Regions from separate parts of the Arachis hypogaea genome. Here region 2 is linked to region 1. A link is a contact called in public Hi-C data. All regions are on one chromosome and are shown on one strand. Each heading gives the region's core, a stretch centred on a gene start, on an enhancer-like site or on the middle of the called end of the contact. The rest is flanking DNA. Distances are from core to core; before and after follow the strand shown.

Region 1 (2,852 bases), core at 95-2,594:
TAACAACAAAAAGCACTGAAAGAACAGTGAATCAGTAACATGGGCAGTGCAAATTTAAAATTTAAAAGTTATCAATTTAAAATTTATCATCAAATACAATCAATGAGCAAAGCCAATCAATCACCAGACTCTGTGAGGCTTGGTTTGGTAAAGCTTTTCGAAGAAGTGCTTGTGCTTTTTAAAAGCTCAAGCTCCTCATTTTGTGTTTGGTAAATGAAAAAGATCATGTGCTTGTGCTTGCAGTTTTTAAAAGATGGGGTACTTTTGAAAGCACTTAAGATAGATCTTTTCAAAGTTGGCTTGTGCTTTTCAAAATTTAAAAGTCTAATATAACCTCATATGTTAACTAATTTTCAAATTTAATGCTTGTATTTATATCTATTATAGTATTTTTAAATTTTAAAAGCTATTTTACCAAATGCAATTGTTATTGCTTGTGTTTATTAAAAACAATTTTTAATTTGATTTACCAAACATAAATGCTACCATTTTTAAAGAACCATCTTTTAAAAGTTAGCTTTTATAAGCTACTTTTAGAAAATAAAAGCTTTACCAAACTAGGCCTGACTGGGAAGCAATTCAGCAACAAATTCAAGTTACACCAACAAATTTAACAAATCCTAGTAAAGTCCCGATTTACAGTAAAAAGGCAAATTTATTGATTACCAATTCAGCAACATGCAGAAATACAGGGAGAAGGGAAATCTGGAAAAGAGAGAACACTGAACCAAAACATTAACCAATAATCACAAAACACTAAACCTTCACCCAGCAAAACCAGCAACTACAAACAAAGCCATCAGTAAAATTGAACAAAAAAATTAAAGAGCCATCAGCAACTAACAGAGCCATCGAGCCATCAGTAAATTTGAAAAAAAAATTACAGACATCAGCAACCAGCAAATACAAGACAGATCCATCAGCAGCAGACAATTACAATTTACAAAACATTACAAGAAAAATGGAACAAAAATTGAACAACAATTTCAGAACTTCAAACGAAGAAGACCGAACATTCAGAAATTAAAAGGAAGAAGCGGAGGTGAAGAATTGAAAGCAGGCCCACTAACCTGGGTTCCGTGCCGAGAAGCCAGCGAAGATGAAAACGACGTGCCGAGAAACCTGGAAAAGAGGAAGATGAAAACGACGTGCCAGCGAAGATGAAAACGACACGGGGAAGAGGAAGCAGCAGCGGCGCTGAGGACCTGGGGACGGCGGCGGCGATGAAGGGCTAGGGTTTTCCTTGGCTTCAGAGGTCTCCAGGGAGTGCACGAATGATTGGCGGAAGAAGGGGGGTGTTTGGTTCACGAATGTCGAATGGTTCTGCTTTTGTTTTTTTGTTTTTTCCAAATAAACAAGACGGCATCGTTTTATTCGAACCGGCAAGTTACCGGTCCGGTCCAACCGGCCAGTAACCGTCCAAAATATGACAGATGGACACTTCACTCACACACATCCCTCCACGTGGATTTTTAAATATTTTTTATTTTTCTAAAACAGTTATAGTTCACAGGACAGGAGCCACTTCACTTCACTTGAGAGTTCTTCTTCCTCTGTGGTTCTTTCCCAATGGCTCTCCTCTCTTTCCCTTATTTTCCTTCTCATTTTCCGTCACTTTCCTTCTCGCCAAACACTCGGCGCTGCTCTCCTTCCTTCAAAATTAGTGCGCAGCAAACTGCTAATACGGCCATTGTGTGGTTCAAGCACGACCTCCGAATCCACGATCACCCAGCCCTCAGCCCCTCACCGTTGCTTCTAGCTTCCAATCACTCCTTCCTCTTTACGTCTTCGATCGCCGTATCCTCTCTCGTCAGTATTCGCCGAATGCCCGAAACACTCTTTCAGATCTTAACTCCCTTCGGAGAATGAAATCTCACCATGTTGAATTGCTGATTGCAGGTTTCTCTGATGAAATGCTGGAACTGCTCCTGTTCGCGCTGCAAGATTTGAGGAACTCCTTGAAGGAACGCGGCTCCAATCTCATGATTAGATTCGGGAACGCAGAGCACGTCATACAACAGCTTGCATTTGAGTTTGTTACTCTTCAGTTAGTTAGTTACTTCTTTAGTTGATTAGTTACACTGTTAGTTAACTTTTATTGTGAGTTACTTAGTTGATTAGTTACTGATGATGCCACAATAGATATCCGTGCATAATGAGAACCTTTTTTCTGCCAAAGTGCATGATGACATCTTGAATTAAGCATTATCAATTGCTTTTGTTGAACAAATTCATCGCCCAGGGTGGAACAGGTGAATGCCAGTTGTGTATTTGCAGAACAAGAGGTGGAGTATGAATTGTACTTGCTTTTGGATGTTGTGAAGGAGTGTATGAAACCTGTCACGGTTCGAGAACGTGCTCCTAGGATTGAATTATGGAACACTCCATTTTATGATGTAAATGTAGGTATCCGATTGATTCTTGGCTTCTTTGGCTATCTAAATTGTTCAAGAGTTGAAGAATTTATAGGTGGTAATTGGTGATTACTTTTATTAACTTGTCGATAATTGATTTGGTCGTTTCTATCACTATCCAATAGGTTCTGCAAAATCTTCCTGCATCGTACGATGACTTTAAGAAACTTCGACTACCCATAACTGAACCACTTCAGCTGTCAAAATTACCTGCTGCAGACATGGAACTGGACTGGGGTGAGTTCTGTGGTAGTTGACTTTTCTTGTCACTTGGCATGAATCTTCTTTTGGAAGAGTATTTGATATTATATTTTCCATTTTTGTAATCCATTTAACATCTTGCACTTGTAAAGTGGCCAAAGTCATATGATACATTTTCATTGAAATAGGTACTCTTCCTGTATATGATGATGTAAAGAATTTCATTACCAGCAACCA
Region 2 (2,852 bases), core at 103-2,602, 38 kb after region 1:
CCACAAATATCGACTGTATATATATCAAACAAGCAAACAGAGCAACAGTAACAATATAGAGAGAGAATAACTCTAAAATTCAAGAAAGTATACAACAACAAAAATCAACAATAAATGAATTTATGTATATGAATTAGAGTCAATTGCTTATGTACTTGAAATTAGCTTCATATTCTATTTCAATCTCTTCCAAATTTACTTGAGTGTTTTCATTCACTTGTCGATCACACAAGGTTGCTTCGCGCTCAACCTCCATAGTAGCAACTACTTGAGTTATATTTTTTGCATTCCTTCTTGAGCCATTCTCTACCAAATGTTATTGTCAACTCTTCAAAATATAAAAATGGTTTATTATCGAAGCCATTAGCATTAGGATGGGACTGAAATTAAAAGAAAAATAAGTAAGCAATAAATATTAAAAAACTAAGATAAATAAACTTGTATTACGAAAATTGCTTAGAATTTACACTCTTCCATTCATTGAAACTTTGTCGTTCCACTATAATTATTTTATCTTTATCATTCCAATCAAATCCACTTCCAACCGTGTTCATTATCTCAATTATTGTAAAATATTGTCTCTTTAACAATTTCACCCTTAATTCAATATGTGAATTAGCCTAAACTTATATTAGGATATCAATTCAAAATTACCACAATTCAACAAACATATAGCAAGCAAAATATGACATAACTTTTCTCCAATAATTGTCTTTCCACATAAATGGGATATGAAATTAAAACAAAACATACATAATAACAATTAAGCCTCATTTTCTTAGTTCAGTCAGTTATACTTATAACAATTAAGTCTCATTTTAACTTCAATTTTTTATCTATTTCTAAACTTACAAAAGGCCTGTATTGTAAATGTGTTTTTACTGACAAATTTTGTGAGATACAGAATCAGATCTCTTTAAAGATGATTGACACAACTAAGGTAAAACATGAATTATACATGCTAAATTTTCTTACATTAGAGCTAGCACATAAGGACAATATGAAAAATACAACATATAATAAGAGTACTAGAATTTTAGACATGTAAAGTCATAGTAACAAAATTTTACTTTCTTCTAATCTTAATAAGACAACAAATTTAGTTACACAAATTTTAAATTTTTCTATTGAGAATTTATGGCATTTTAAATTGGGTCATATACCCAAAATAAATTTGATATTATCAAACAAATATATCTTTGTGTGCAGTTTCCTGATACAGTGGTTTTTTGTTCTTTCTCTCTTTTGGGCCTTGAAATTAGTTCGAATTGCTCATTACCAAGTGATATGCATGCAAAAGTCTTGGGCCTCAATGGAGCATGTTCTCTAATATTGTTTCCAAGGCACTGCGGTGTTACTTGGATTTTTTTTTTGGACAGGTCGGTGTTACTTGATTTGTTACCGTATATTTGTAACTGGGCTTAGTCTGTTTCAAATTTACGATTGAAGCATTTCAGACAAAAAAATTGAAGCAACCCGATCCAATTTGGAGAAAATAATCCCTAAAGAGTAAAACCACACAAGTCGTAGTTGTTTTATGTTGTTTAAGCGTTATGTTCTAACTTCTAACTAAATTCTTTTGAAGTCATCAAATCCTAAGTTAGTAAGCAACCCTTGATAACAAGATCCCCTACTAATTTTGTGGGCGTCTTCCTTTATTTTCCATAAAAAAAATCTAAAAAGATAAAATTTAAATAATTAGATACATATGAAATATCTAAATAACATAGAAATAATAAAATAAATTCTAATACTATATTAATCATTTAAAATTTGAGTAATCATAACCTTTAATATTCATTTAAGCAAGAGTTGTTGTTAAATAAATACATACTTCACAAACTATGAACACGAATAAAAATTTATAGACCAATTTAAATCATTCATAATCATGATATACAGTTTACACGTAAATAAATTATATTATAATACATAACACTAACTTGATATATAGACAAATTATTTTTTATAACACGTGATACTACCATTTATATTAACATATCATATATTATTAATTGACACATTATATTTTTACTAGATAGAATTGAATCATATTTTAATACGTGACATTGTATTTCCATTAATTACATGATGAGTAAATATTATTATTTTTTATTAATATTTAGTTATTTATAATTTTTTATTGATAAAAAGATTCAAATTCACAATCTCTTAAGTGAGTATAGAAAATTTATACTATTTGAATTGTAACTCATTAGCAGCTATTTATAATTTACATGTATATTCATAGATATTTTATATACAAAAAATATATAATTTATTTTTATATTTACTAAAATTTTTATACACATAAATTAATATAATTTATATCTGTATTTTTTAAAATTTATACACATAAATTAATAAAATTTATTTAATAAAATAATTTAATATTTATGCTGGCTAAATAATAATAATAAAAAATATTAAAAATTAATAAATCCAAGAGTTTTTTAAAAAAAAAATTAAAAAGACAAATGTGAGTTATGGAATATATAGAAATTCAAAATCCAAATAGGGAAAACGAAAATTCGAGTGAAAATTCAAAAAACATTTCCAGACTCAACTTGTGATATCATGGCAAAGGCAATATAGTGCAGGAAAAGTACCTGATATGTGGTGTATGTGGGCATGGAGCCCAAGAAGGCAAAGATTGTGCAGACACGCAGAATAGACTCTATTCCTCAATAATAATAATAATAATAATAATAATAATAATAATAATAATAGTAATAATGTAATTATTACTGTTATATTATAATGGATGATAGGATTTAATTTGATGTGTCATGTCTCCACTCGATCCATCACATACGTGTCACCGTTCAATGCATCACACACCCCATTTTCAC

Evidence for each region. Hi-C and Micro-C count contacts between places; a contact is called where the count stands out from the background.
Region 2: a contact with region 1 is called in a Hi-C map of an unstated tissue, with 2.7 times the contacts expected there. The contact joins the enhancer-like site here to the promoter of LOC112751361 in region 1. A contact is called at or near these places in 2 of 8 Hi-C or Micro-C datasets (leaf and an unstated tissue).

What each region holds. Positions count from the first base shown.
Region 1 is chr2:92,782,408-92,785,259 of arahy.Tifrunner.gnm2.J5K5, forward strand. LOC112751361 (autophagy-related protein 3) reads right to left here and starts at 1,345. Exons shown (of 11, transcript XM_072220477.1): 1 at 1,071-1,345. It also overlaps the pseudogene LOC112751355.
Region 2 is chr2:92,820,604-92,823,455 of arahy.Tifrunner.gnm2.J5K5, forward strand. No RefSeq gene overlaps it. Among protein-coding and RNA genes, the nearest start is that of LOC112751376, 4.3 kb to the right of the region's middle. Within about 2 kb of position 1,353, at least 3 of the 3 cell types and tissues checked have open chromatin away from gene starts, as enhancers often do.